Linked DNA regions of Sus scrofa: region 1 is linked to region 2. A link is a contact called in public Hi-C data. All regions are on one chromosome and are shown on one strand. The core of a region is the stretch at or near the end of the contact, and the rest is flanking DNA. Distances in the headings are between cores, read along the strand shown.

Region 1 (6,773 bases), core at 9-2,508, 290 kb before region 2:
CTCTCTCCAGCTGCCATGCTGGGAGAAGACAAGCCAGGTATAGCAGAGGTCCAGGGTCCCAGCTAAGCCCCACCTCCAAGTCACCCCAGCCCAGGAACCAGACAAGTGAATGAAGAAATCTCCAGAGCAGCAGTAACCCGTAGAACTTTGTGATGGAAATGTTCTGTCCAGTACAGTGGCCAATAGTCATGTGTCTGCTAGGGTTTAAAAGAAACAGCAGAAGCCCCTGTCAAATATGAATCTGAAATTAACTAGTATATGTCTTATGCAATCTTTGGGATGTGCTTTTAACAAAACAATTGTTTTTCTGATATCCAAATTTACTGCATTTTTATTTGCTAAGTCTGGAATGTGGCTAGTGCAACTGAGGAAATAGAATTTTCAGTTTTCAAAGGTTTTAATTAAATAGCCACCCACCCCTGGTGACTGCTGTATTGGACAGCACAATCTAGAGAGAGTGCCAGGTCCAGTCATTGTCACCCCAAGACAGTCATGGTCCCCCAGCTGAAGCCCCAAGTGTTAAGTCACAGGAGCCATTCCCTGTAGACCTGAAGTCCTTGACCCACAGAATTCCAGAGCACATAAGATGGTGGTTTGTAACTCAGTAGGAGCTGGAGCCCCTCAGGACCCCAAGCTCACTTCTGCCTCAGCCCCTTTGCTCCCTGTCTTGGAATGTCCTTCATGCCATTGGCTCTTCCCCTCACCTGTTTCCAATCTTTGCTCAAATCTCGCCTTTCAGTGAGGTGAGATTTCACTCCCTCCCTTGCCACCCAATTTAATTCCTGATCTACTCCCCCCCCACCTTTTTTTGGTCTTTTTGCCTTTTCTAGGGCTGCTCCCATGGCATATGGAGGTTCCCAGGCTAGGGGTCTAATCGGAGTTGTAGCCACCACTCTACACCAGAGCCACAGCAACTCGGGATCTGAGCTGAGTCTGCGACCTACACCACAGGTCATGGCAACACCGGATCGTTAACCCACTGAGCAAGGTCAGCGATCAAACCCGCAACCTCATGGTTCCTAGTTGGATTCATTAACCACTGAGCCACGACAGGAACCCCGTGATTTTCCGCTTTAACTCTCTAACAAATCTTCACAAGCCTCTTTCTGTCTTTAGTCAACACTCTGTCAGTCATTGTCATCAAATAGCTTCATGTTCTAGGAGAGTGACCCCCAAAACAGCCATCTCAGTGTGGGTGCCATGAACCAAATTAGCCGTTTTCCAGGCATGACCTAGCTTCAACCTGCTGTTACTGGGCTATAGCCCAAATGTTGGTATTTCACAATATCACCCAGGGTTAGAAGTACTGTTTGGATGAATCCTGGTCATTGCCTGTGAGCCAGGGGTCTCATCAGCCCCATTTTACAGATGAGGAAAATCAGGCTCAGGCTCAGCCAGGAGGGGACAGGGTCTTCCCAGAAGGTTGAGGCTGGAGCTGGAGCCCCCTGAGCTTTGGAGGGGCCCTCTGTCCCCCAGGAGGTAGGTAATCCCTCCCCCAGGGCCTGTGCTTTGACCACAGAGAACCAGGCTAATGAGAGGCTTCTGGCCCCGCCCATTCCCGCTCTGTAATTTGCTCACTGCCCTTCCCTCTAATTTTATTGTCTTCTCAGCAGTTTCCCAAGACCTGGGGGTCCTGTTTCCAGTAGGAGGCCCCTCCCAGCCTTGATGAAAGGGGCTGCTTTCCTGTTTGGGGGCGGGAGGGGCACAATTGTTTGCAGAGCCCTGCAAGGGGTGGAAAACCTGTTGGCAAATAGAGTAGGAAGCAATAGCCCCTTCCATCCACCAGGTCCCATTCTAAGTACTTTTTCAGACACTTTTTAGAAACTTCACAGAACTGGTAATAGAGCAGGAGCAGGACATCTGGGGCCCCAGCTAGATGCTCTGGTGGCAGCCTCTCTCGAGTCACTGCCTGGTGTTGGGGTTTAATTTTTCTTGCTTGTTTTCCTCCAGGTCTTGTTTCTCCTCCTGGACTGTGTCTCCTGTGGGTGGGAACTTAGTCATGTTTTCCAGACATTCAGTCCTTGCGGGTGTTGGTTTCTGCCTCCCTCCTGCAGCTCACACATTTGCACTGGGGGAGGAGGTTTGCTCTGAACACAACAGGAGGGTCCAGACAGGTAACTTTTTGGCCCCCTCTGTGCATCCAAGAGGCATTTGGAATATCAGTCTCCTTTAGGACGAGGATAACCTCTCAGACTAGTTCAAGGGGCTGTGAGGACCAAGGGAGGTGGTCCACCAAAGCCTTTAGAAAGAAGCCCGTATATAGTCAGTGCGAATAAAAGTGATGTCCTATTATTGGTTCCTGACTGAGGGCCATGCACTCGTCAGACTCCCAGTCAGGGCTGTTTGCTCCTCTGCTTTGGAGCCATTTACTTGCGGGGCTTATTCTAGGAATTCCATCTCTGCCAGAGTCCATATCTCAAGTGTTCACAGGGCAGCTGGAGGTCACAGGCTGTGGATTTCTATGGCTGGGCAGTCTGCTCCCGCAGAGGGCTTGACCCTGCTCCCTGGATTGTGGAACTGCCCTCTGTGGACACTGCTCTCATACAGCTGCCTTTGCAGGCATAGCCCCTTAGCCAGGTGGACCCAGAAAGTCCAGTGCCCAGCCTGAAGGTGGAGGGTCAACCATAGGAGTCCTCCACCTGCCCATCTCCTCTGCTGACACAGCCTTGGGGAGCTACTCTGTGACCTCTCTCCCCCAGGGCACTGCAGGTATCCTGGGTTAAACCTGGCCACCAAGGTCACCTGACACTCTTCCTGCACATACAGGCTGGCCCTATGTCCTGGGGCATGGGAGAGGGGCAGGAGCTGGAGGGTCCTCTCCCCTCTGTAGGAAGGGTTGGAGGTGGGTCCACAGTCTCAGACCTGGCTCACCTCCATACCCCCTCCTGGGCTTCCCGGGCCACCTGCCAGATACAACATTGTGCCCAAGTCCACTCTGGAAGATCCTGGACCACGGCAAATGTGAGCACTCACCTATGAACTCCAAGTCAAGTTTTCCTCCTAAATTACCCTGATCCCCTGAGGTGCCTAGGGTTGGGGGACGTGGAGAGAGGTTGAGGTGCAGGTGGCAGTTGCCCTAAGGGGCCCCCCGCCTTTGCCCCTCTCCCTTAGTCTCTGAAGCTTTCCCTGTAGAGGGTGTGCCCCTGCCCCACCAAGGTTTAAGGGCCCTGCTGTTAGCTTTGTATTAAATGATGCTGAAGTCAGTGTCCTGAGGGCTGGGGCTGTGGGAGGCATCTACTGGACAAGGAAGGTATCTGGAATTCTAGGCAGAGGAAGTGGGAGTGCTGGGCCAGGGGGAGACGGTGTGAGGGGAGCGGATCCTGGGATGGTTGATGGGGGAAGGTGGTGCTCGGGGCCCCGGAAGGCAGAACCAACCGAGTGTGATGACAGGAGACAGGGATATGGGCTTGGGCTGGATTATGAAGATATCTTGTCAGCACAGCCCTCAAGGGGAGGTGGGCATGTTCTGGGCTCTGCCTACCCAGCTGCCTCCTCCGGGAAGACCCCCCATGGTGCCTCTCCTTTGTTCCCAGCCCTGCCGTTCTGCTGGAGCTGCCCGCAGTCTCTGCTCGCAGGCGAGGCTGGAGCACTGAGGTCTGTCCTGGAGAGCCTTCTCCCCTGACTCTGGTTGGCCGATGAGGGGCAGTGCTGGGACTTTGAGGACTAGCTGCTGGCCTGTAGGAGCCACCGGGTGAGGGTGGGGTCCATGTGGCATTGCAGAGAGAGAGATCCCTGATGGTGTCACTCCAGCACTGTCCTTGCTGCTATGGGACCTCCAGGGGTCAGTGGTTAGTCACACTGCAGTGGCGGGGGGGGGGGCGGCGGGGGGCGGCAGGGGCTGGAGTCTTAGGAGGGCAGGGGTTCCTTCCTGGGACTGGAGCAGGGGTTCAAGGAAGGCTTCCTGTAGGAAGGGATGGAGACCCCATGGCCCAGAGGGGTTGTCTGGACAATCTGGTTGGAGGGAAGAAAGGCCTTCCCAAAGCGGAGAGCAGCTGACTTACGGCTCCCCCTGGGAGGCTGGGAGAGGTGAGTGGATGCCAAGGACTCTCCCTCTCTACCTCTCAATTCTCTTGTAACCAAAGCTGTGTCCTACCTCTTCCTGCTCTGCGACTCAGCTTACTCTTCTGTTAAATGGGTCTAACCAGCTTCACACTTGAACAGGCATCAGAATCAACAGGGACGGTGCTAAAAACGCACAGTCCCTGGCTTTGTCCCTGAGCGAATGGAGGGGTGCATGTTGGCTGGGTGGGGCACAGGGCTGTGCCTTTCTGATGAAGGCCCTGTGCCTTTACTTTGAGAAGTTCCCCCACACCCCCTGGGAGTCCAGCAGGCCCTTTGGACACTGGGATCCATGAAGCAGACTGCCGAAGCAGTACCCATGTTTACCCAGGACCTTCCAGGCCCGAGCTCATCAGAGGTCACAGGCAGTGTCTTTGGGCTACGCCCTTGCCAAACACAGCCCGCTGAGCCCTGACGCAGCTCACTGCCCTGGCCACCACCCTGAAGTTCCCCAGGAGGATCAGCTGAAAGGCATCAAGGGCATGTGCCAGGGGCCCTCTCCAAGGCTCTGAGGAGGGGAGCTCAGTGGCCTGGGGGTCCTGGGAGTGCTCTCCAGGGACCCTTTCTAGACCAGGCTCCCTCTGTGGCTCAGCCTCCTGGCCTTGTGCCTTTCCTCACCTTTGTCAATATTTATTTCTCCCCTGGCCTCAAACAGCCTGGTATTTGCTTAAAGGGCCAGAGCAGACTGACGTGGCAGCTGTTACTTCCATGCCTTGCCCTCTGCTGCTCCCTGGCCCATCCCTGGGGATGCCCCATCTCTGCAAGCATGTCCCCAGGCAGCCCCAGCACAGCTTTCCCAGGTCACCTGAACCTGTCCTGTATCCAGTCCACAGGCCTAGAACTCAGCTCCTGAGAAAGTTCTTAAGGTGGCAAAACTGCTCCTGGCTGCAGCACGAACTCCCGATCCCAGTTGGAATAAGCCATAAAGAGGTGGTGAAAGAACATGCTGTTTGAGACGGATTTGTACGTTATTTTCTATGGAATCAGATCCTGGCCTTGGCTGATGCCTCGCATGGGCTTGGGAGACCCCGTCGTGGAGCATGGAGCCCCAAGTGCCATTGATGAATGTGTGACCAGCCCTTGGACAGGGCACTGAACATTTTTTGTGCCAAATCTGTTCAACTGGGATCTTGTAACTTTTGCCTCCTTTGAACTGGGGTGGAGGAGGGGCACACTGCAGAGAAAAGGCCTAGGCTCTGACCACACTGCAGAATATTTTGAGGGGTATCACCCCAGTTTTGAGCATCACTTGGATCAGCACTAGTGTGGTGATTGTTTCTTTTCTAAAATAATAATGGAGTTCCCGTTGTGGCGGCGTGGAAATGAATCCAACTAGGAACCATGAGTTGCTGTTCGATCCCTGGCCTCTCTCAGTGGGTTGGGGTTCTGGCGTTGCCATGAGCTGTGGTGTAGTTCACAGATTCCTCTTGGATCCCACATTGCTGTGGCTGTGGTGTAGGCCGGTAGCTACAGCTCCTATTCAACCCCTATCCTGGGAACTTCCATATGACGTGGGTGGGTGCGGCCCTAAAGAAAAAAGAAAAAAAAAACGCTGCTGGCAAACCGGACATTTGCTACTGTTTTTAAAAATTCTTATTTTGAACTACACTTTCAAAAGCAGGAATAAAAAGAAGTAGTAAATTAAAATTGCAAGAATGGTATAGAAATTCTCCTGTCCTCGTCTTCCAACTTCCTCCAAATTGTGGCCCATCAATCAAACCTGGGAGGCTAACTCTGCACTAACCACCTTAATCCAACTCGGGATGCTGCATGAACCTCGCCAGCTTTTCCACCCACGTCCTTCTCGTGCTCCAGGAACACAACCAGGATCCCACATTTGGTCATTCTATGTCTCCAGGTGTCCTGCCCTCAGCAACGGTTCCTAAGTTGTGCCCTGTCTGTGGGACTGGACATCCAGGAAGAGTGCCGCTCAGTCACTTGGCTGCTCATCTCTCAGCCCAGGCTTTGTGGGTCTCCTCACACGCATCCAGACATGGCGTTTGTATCAGGAGATCACAGCGCTGATTTCTGCAATGATGTCTGCTCTTGGGTCCAGTGGCTCTGTAAGGTTATTTTACCTCCCACCCCATGCCTTGTCCACAGAGGACTCAGGAGAGAGACCCTGAGGCTCAGGCAGATGTCTTTTCTCCTCAAACCTCCCACAGATTCTAGCATCCCTCAGCTGACCTTGCCTGCTGTCCCTTCAGCGGTGTTTGCCTGATTCTGGCTACCTCTACCTCCCTCCCTCCCTCCCTCCTTCCACAGGTATGAATTGGATTTCCATTGCAAGAAAGAGCTCTCCCTCTGCTCGATTGATGTATTAATCAAGTAGTTATTCATATCAGTGTGGACTTGTGCATATTTGATTCTGTGGGTGATAATCTGATACTATCCTTTTTTATTTCATCGTTCAGATGTCTCCAGCCCTGGCTGTGGGGAGCTCCTTCAGGGCTCCTGAGTCCTGTGGACGAGGCTTCCCCCCACCCCATCTTTTCTGGTTCCCCACGGTATTCCAGGATTTGCTGCTGGCCTTGCTCAGCGAAGCGTTGGATATTTTCCTTGGGTTCTGAGGGCTATTGAGGCACACATCTTCTGTTTGATAGCAGTTATGGGCTAGATTATACTGAAAACATATTCCTTAGTTGATTGGTGTGTCACTGGGAGATTGGAAGTCGTGGTTGTTTTTTTTTTTTTTTTTTACTTTTATATTTTTA
Region 2 (7,109 bases), core at 4,472-6,971:
TGCTGGGCCCATGGCGCCCCTGCTCCACTTCCCATCCCCCAGCGAGGTCAGGCCCTGGTTCAACGCTGGGAGGTTCCTCCACCCTGGGGCCCCTTGTCGGCACGTCCCTTGCCTTCTCTGAGACTTGAACCCTTCTTCGCCCAGCGGTGGCTCAGATGGACCCAGTCAAACCTGTGGGCATGCAGAGCTCCCAGCCATGCAGAGGGTCTTGGGTTCTCCTGGTTTTCAGCGTTGACAGGCGGTCCAGGCCCCTGGTTCTGGGCAACATCAGCCCAGACTTACAAAGATGCCCAGTCCCAATGCCAGCCCTAGGCTGGGGTTGCAGGCAGTAGCCTGTGAGTCCATGGACATGTTCTAGGTGATCTGTGTGGTCTTTCTTAAAATTGTGGTTGGTTGTTTACATTTAGAGACTGGAACTCTTGAATACAAATGCCTGTGCCTGGTTTTCTGAGAAGAGACCAGAGGGGTGGTCCTTTGGGCTGGTAGGCCCACAGCAGCCCCTCGCATTGGGCACACGCTCTGGCTCCTGGGGTGCCTCTTCTGGTCATTCAGGCCTGACCTGGGACCGTCACACCCGAGGGCAGGTGCTATCCAGACACGTCACCACCTCTCCAAAGCTGTTGTCCAAGTGAGGCCTGGGCCATATGTAGGGGACATTCCCTAAGTTCTTCTCATTCTTGGTCTACAAAATTTGCTGTTCACTCTTGGGACTGTTGGAAGGAGGGAAAGACGTGGGTGCCGGCCTCAGCCACCCACAGCCCCACCTGGAACCTCCACCCAAGCTTCGTGGGTGATGCTGCTGCCCCTTCAGATCGGAGGCTTGGTGGTCTGGGGGCTTAGGGGCCACCAGATGCATCATCTGCCCCCATGATGGAGCTCAGGGCTGAGGGAACCTTATTAGGCAAGAGTGTCTTCTCGTCATCTTTTCTAGACCCTAGAAGGGGTCCTGCACAGTGGACCATGTCCAGAAGGGATGTGGGACGTGGGTGGTGTCCTCGCGGAGCCACCAGCCGCCTCTCACTCCCTTTGGATCCCTTAGCACTGTGTGCCGTGACCCTCAGGTCACCTGGTTCCGGGGGGCTCCCTACTACTGGCCTTGGAGCAGAGCAGGTGCGTGGGGCCAGCCAGGGCCCCCTCACTGGCACCTAAGTCTCAGTGTGGCCACACATGGCACTGACCCTCCTGTCCCAGTGAACCTGCTGCCACAGATTGAAATTATCAAAACAGGTCCTCCCAGGGGGGAGTGTGTGCATGCGTGCGTGTGAGGTGGGCGTGTGTCCAGCCGTGTATTTGCTCAAACCCCCCTCCCTGTTTCAGGTCAGGCAACAGTTGAGTGAGATGAAGAGCCACGTAGAGGATGGCGACGTAGCCAGGTCCCCGGCTGTTTCCCCAGAGGCCCCCCCAGCAGAGCAGGACCCCAACAAGGTTAGGGCGGTGAGCCCCATCCCTTGGGTGTCAGCCACTAACTCCCCCACTTTGACGGCAGGCCTCTGTTGGGCTACTTGCCACCTGCCAGGACGCCCAGGCGGGGGTCAGCCGGGTCTGAAGAAGCCACAGAGCAGAAGGGAGGGCGGGAGGTGGAGGGCCCGGCCTGCAAGCTGAGGCTTCACTCAGCATCACTAGAGGGGGGCTTGCTCCCCAGACCCGAGCAGCTGCCGCTGAGCGTGATGCTGGGGCTGGCGGTGGCGGGACTCCGAGTGGGAACCACTGTGGGGCAGGGGCTTGCGTGGTGCTGAGGCGTCTGTCTTGGGGTCTCATCAGAGGTGTCTGAGGGTAACTGGAGTCCGGTCAGCAGCTCAGCCACACCAGCTTCTGTCCCCAAGGGTGGGGGGCTTTGGAAGGGACTCGGTGGTCTCCCTGCTGCTCTGGGGCAGGGAAGGGCAGTGAGGTGGGGGCACCAGGAGTAGCTGGAAGGCAGAGCCCCAGGTCTCAGCCCACCCGCGAGCCCTGGGTACCCAAGAAGGGCCAGCGCCAGGTTCCTGAGTACGTTCGCGGGGTTTGTACGCAGCTGAAGACACAGCTGGAGCGGACGGAAGCCCTCCTAGAGGACGAGCAGACACGGCGGCAGAAGCTCACGGCCGAGTTTGAGGAGGTCAGGGCGGGTCAGGGTGCAGAAAGGTCCAGGTGGCCCCCTGGGGCCTCTGCTGGGTGGGCATCACTGTGCCTCGTCCCCGCCCCGTCTGTGTGGGTCTGGCCTACTCTCCAGGCCCCCATCGTGTTGTCCCTCATGCCAGGCGCCCTCCATCCCTAAGCGGGCCTGTTAGGTTGATGAGGCACCTGACACTGAACTGCCGCGCCCCTTCCCCTGCCCCCAGGCTCAGGACGCGGCCTGTCGGCTGCAGGGGGAGCTGGAGAAGCTTCGTTGCACCAGTACCCTTGGGTCAGAAGCAGAGGAGGCCATGCAGCTGAAGGTAAAAGGGGGCCCTCGGGTGGGACTGGGGTGGGAACCACCGAGGCCCCTCGGGCAGGGTCCAGGCTAATGTGGTTGGGGGTGGGGAAACCCCCTAAATCTCCAGTACCATATAAGGCGGCCACTAGTCTCTGTGACTAAATTAAGTAGAACTGAGGTTCCTCTGTCACCCTGGCCCCAGGGCACCCTGTCCCCAGTGGCTGCTGCATAGAGCAGCCCTGGCACCACAGGAAGTGCTGCTGGCAGCACTGGAGGCAGCAGAGGCCCATCCCCACACCCTTGGGCCCCCAGCGTCTGTCCCCATGGATGGGCACAGCTAGGCGGCCTTCCTGCCACCTGTCACATGAAGGTTAATCCCCTTAACCCTCTGACCGCCAGGAGAGACTAGAAAAGGAGAAGAAGTTAACCAGTGACCTGGGACGTGCTGCCACCAAACTACAGGAGCTTTTGAAGACAACCCAGGAGCAGCTGGCAAAGGAGAAAGACACAGTGAAAAAGCTGCAGGAGCAGCTGGACAAATCAGTGAGTGCCGCCAGCCTGCCCTCAGTGGGGGTGGGGGTGGGCGGGGGACAGAGGCAGCCCGACAGCCCCCTCGGTGGGACACAGGCCCAGGGCCTCATCCTTACCTGCACCCTGTGCTGCCCTTAGTGCCACTGCCTTCGGCCCAGACGAGGGGCCCTCTCAGCCCTCTGCATCCTCAGCTCCTGGCATGTCGGGCTGGGCTCTGAAGGCATTAGTGGCTTCAGGGTGTTACTTTGCAGGGACGGGAGGTCCCTCCGGTGAGGTGAATGGTCCCCTTGGCCCCAGCCTCTCCCTCTCTCCTCCTCTGTTCACAGGAGGATGGCAGCAGCTCAAAGGAGGGCACGTCTGTCTGAGTCTCCTGCAGAAAAAGAAGTTACTGTTCAACTTACCAAAATGCCTTACACATTCCTTACAAATAAATAAACCGACCAACACAGCGATATCCGGGCCCAACTTCGGTAGCTCTGAGAAGCCATTAGAGACGACAGTCTCTTAGCATCAGAAATAGATCTTCCAGACCCCAGTTTGTAAGAGAACCTTTGTCACGCTGGATAAACACTATTCCCCAGGACCAGCCCGGGATCACCGGCCAGCAGACGCCAAAGCCCTCATCAGCTGTGTGACAGACCTGGGCAGTGTGCTGGGGAGGCCGGGACCTCTGGGTATCTCTGTGTCAATCAGTGCAATTGTTTTGTCGCTCATGGGGTTGGGGGTCAGGTGGTGGGCAGTCCAGGAGGTGAGTCTCAGAGGCTGCGGAGCAGACTGGAGGGTCACAGCCCAGCGAGACAGCAGCCTTCACCCCTGGAAGAAGTTACCACCAGAACTGAAGTGTGACCTCCCAGATGTTAATGCCATTAAAACCCATGTGTCGCCTGGCGCTTCGGTCTTGCCTGGTCTTCTGTGGGGGTTCCCGCAGCTGGTGCTGAGCCGGGTCGAGGAACCAGGGGAGCCAACAAGTATGGCTCCTGGTCCCCGGTGCCTTTCCTGTCATGTCACCCAGGTCCCCATGCCCACAGGGCAGGATGAGGGAGTGGGACCTGTGATGCTAGATGACTTCATGCAGTGACCACAGTCCCCACCCCCCAAGAGCTGAGATTACCTAGAGAGGCTGTGGGGTGCCCTAGGCTGTGAGGTGAGTTCTGGGCATGAACCAGGAGTTCCGTCCTTCTGGCTGCAACCCTGGCAGACGTCCACAATGCAGGAGGGCTGCCACCTTAACTTCCTGTGACCCCAGAGAATCTTTGGTTATGATGTGTTGGGGGGGGGAGGGCTTTGTAGGGAACCTGAAGCTCAAACAAATGGATTTAGAGGTGGGGTCACAGGAGCTTGTAGCAGTCACGGGTCTTGGCGGCACAGCCAATCCTACTTTCAGCTCAGTCCCAAGACTCAGAATCTTGGGAGACAGGCGCTGAAGGGGCTGAACTTTGGCTGGGGGGACCAAGGCCCTGACAGCAAGTGTAGCCAGATACAAGGGTGGGGGTGCCCACGGGAGGGTGCCTGAGAACTGAGGTCTCACCACCTGCCTGGGGCTGTCGAATGTGGGTTTGACGCCTCTCTGGGGTGGTTGTCGCAAAAGTGAAGCATCATGGTGCAGTGTGTCCTGTAGCCACCAGCGGCTCCACATGCCAGCCGCTGCCTGGGGCCGGGCAGTGCTGACCTCAGTCTGCATGACCAAGACCTGGTCCTGGCTTTCAGGGACCACCTGTCTGCCGTTGTGACTCTTGTGTGTTGTGACTGTTGGGATCAGGGCGCTGGAAATTCTGGGAAGTCTCCTCAGAGATATGAGCATAAGCTGGAGCTAAGCAGATGTTTGTCAGGCGGGGAGAAGGGATCCAGGCCCAGGGAACAGAGGTGCAGAGGTAAAGAGCTGCCAGGGGCTCGGGGGGTAAGGCAGGAAGACTTCGTGGAGCCAGGTTATGAAGGCAAAGGGGGCAAGCTGCAGGGGCCACTGAGGTTTTTAAGCAAGGGGAGAAACTTGTAACTGTTCTAGATTCTCTGGTCAAGGAGCCTGCAGGACGTGGGCTCTAGGCCACGGTTTCTGACAGATGGAAAGTAAAGTGTCAGAAGTTATATAAGTTATGGTGTCAGAAGTTATGGAAATGACCCATAACTGCTGACACCCACCACATGCCCAGCCCCATGCTTGGTTCTCATGTGACATCTTCCAGTCCCCATGGGAGGGGAGTTTCTCCTCATCCTGCAAAGGAATCCCCACAGAAGGGAGAGCTCACCTGGCAAAAGGCACAGCAGGCTTCAAGCCTGCCTTTAATGCTGACCCAGCATCGGGAGGCCTGGGCGTCCGCTGGAGGGAAAGGGGTTTCAAGTGTGTGGCAGCCATGCACCATGGCCCCTCACACCACACTCCCGTGTGCCCTGTGTGTCGGGTAGGGACACACAGCTCATCCTCCCGCTCACGGGGAGCTTCACGTAAGGTCAGGGGCTTGGAGTCATCCCTGGTGGGAAACAGGCTAGCCTTGTTCCTGAGCCAGGACCGCCATCAGTGGCACCAGCATTTCCAGGAAGCTCCCCTGCCCCAGTGGCTGCAGGACAGAGAACCCTTATGCTGGGCAGATGCCCCCCCTGAAGGCACAGGAAAGGGGGACACCTGGGGAGAAAAAAGCACAGGAAGGAAGACAGGAGGCCACTGGGCAGGGTGAACCTGGGGCTCCTGCAGCTCCAGGTGAAGCCCTTCCTCCATCCATTCCCCACCAGCACCGCCTCAGCTGTCCTGAGACCCAGCAGTGGCCGCTCCGTGCCAGCAGGGGGAGCGTGAGCATGCCAGGAGCCTGCTGGCTGAGTTCCAGCCTCAGACTGGGGGAGGGGGAGAGATCAAGGAGGGGAGGGAGTCACCCTTAACAGACCCTGCGCAAGAGGCTGAGGGGGCCCCCTGGTGTTCCCCAGGAGCCTGGCCTGCCAGTCTGGCCATTCACAGGTCCTAGTCCTGCATATGGCACAGAACTCCCTCTGCAGTCCCTGGGGACCAACCGCCCAGGCCGGACTGCAACCAGACCCAGGGCAGCGCTGGGAGTCTTCTGAAAACATCTAGTGTAAACCCCTCCCTGCAGAGGCTCCAGGGGCTGACCTGAGGCTGCAGGGTCATGGGGCTCATCAATGGGGCCCACGGTGCTGGCGCCAGCTTTTTGGACTAGCTTCCTCTGGTCATCTCTGAATGATGGTCAATAAAATGCACAAACGCCACTGGGATGCCTGGCCTGTAGGCAGCAAAAACACAAGACACTCCGCAAATGCCTCCTTCCCAAGAGCTTCCTCAGAGGGGAAGGTCTAATAGGACTCAAAGCCCAAAAGAACGATTCCCTCCCCTCCCCAAATCAAACAAAATGACTCAATTCCAGATGTTAGAAATGAAGAACTTGCCAGGGACATGATGAAAATAGCTTAGGACCAGAAAAGGAGACCTGAACTATCCAGCTGTGCTGTCCCTAAGCAAGTTACTTTACCTCTCTGGGCTGGCTACAGGCTCCCTCCCAGGCCCTGCCAGCCACTATGCAGTGACCCTTCTCCCCTGGCTGGGACTGGAGACTGTTCCCCCATGTCACAAATGCCTTAAACCATGACAAGTGCTGTGTCCTTGGGCATATCCGTCTGTCAGTGCAAAAGGCATGAACTGGTGAAGAAACAGAAGCTACACTTCCAGCATGGACCCGCCAGCACTGAGGAGTTCTGAAAAAGGAAACCACCCAACTAAGCCTGGTCTTACTATTGGAGTCACTATGTTCACTGTTTGCTCAGCGATTAATATTTTCTGAAATAACAAACTTTGTAGTCAAGCTCTGAACTTGTTAGCATTGGCTTTGTTTGCTTTTTCCTCAGAACGCAAGAGTAATCATTACATGAACCTTAAGTCAGCTTTCCACAAACACACTTTTGCAATGTGTTAACACTAGTGAAAGGTGTAAATGTGCTGAAAGCAGAGTGTACTTGTATTTTTATTCCTCACTAATGTCAAGCTAAAAGGTCAAAACTTTTTTTTTGGGGGGGTCTTTTTGCTATTTATTTGGGCCGCTCCCGCGGCACATGGAGGTTCCCAGGCTAGGGGTCCAATCGGAGCTGTAGCCACTGGCCTACGCCAGAGCCACAGTAACTCGGGATCCGAGCCACGTCTGCAACCTACACCACAGCTCACGGAAACGCCAGATCGTCAACCCACTGAGCAAGG

What was found. A called contact is a pair of places that touch in the nucleus more often than the background predicts.
Region 1: a Hi-C map of liver shows a contact between it and region 2, with 4 times the contacts expected there. The contact joins two enhancer-like sites. A contact is called at or near these places in 3 of 47 Hi-C or Micro-C datasets (all in liver) and 1 of 2 datasets of contacts at active chromatin or transcription factors (skeletal muscle).

The regions. Positions count from the first base shown.
Region 1 is chr17:26,342,311-26,349,083 of Sscrofa11.1, reverse strand. No RefSeq gene overlaps it. Among named protein-coding and RNA genes, the nearest start is that of MGME1, 36 kb to the left of the region's middle. Within about 2 kb of position 1,258, at least 8 of the 83 cell types and tissues checked have an H3K27ac peak or open chromatin away from gene starts, as enhancers often do. A contact at or near this core is called in liver, where this site is marked.
Region 2 is chr17:26,051,478-26,058,586 of Sscrofa11.1, reverse strand. It overlaps RRBP1 (ribosome-binding protein 1), which reads left to right. Exons shown (of 24, transcript XM_021078037.1): 20 at 1,318-1,425; 21 at 2,009-2,092; 22 at 2,316-2,411; 23 at 2,789-2,932; 24 at 3,247-3,810. The coding sequence ends at 3,285. Among named protein-coding and RNA genes, the nearest start is that of DSTN, 56 kb to the right of the region's middle. Within about 2 kb of position 5,721, at least 26 of the 83 cell types and tissues checked have an H3K27ac peak or open chromatin away from gene starts, as enhancers often do. A contact at or near this core is called in liver, where this site is marked.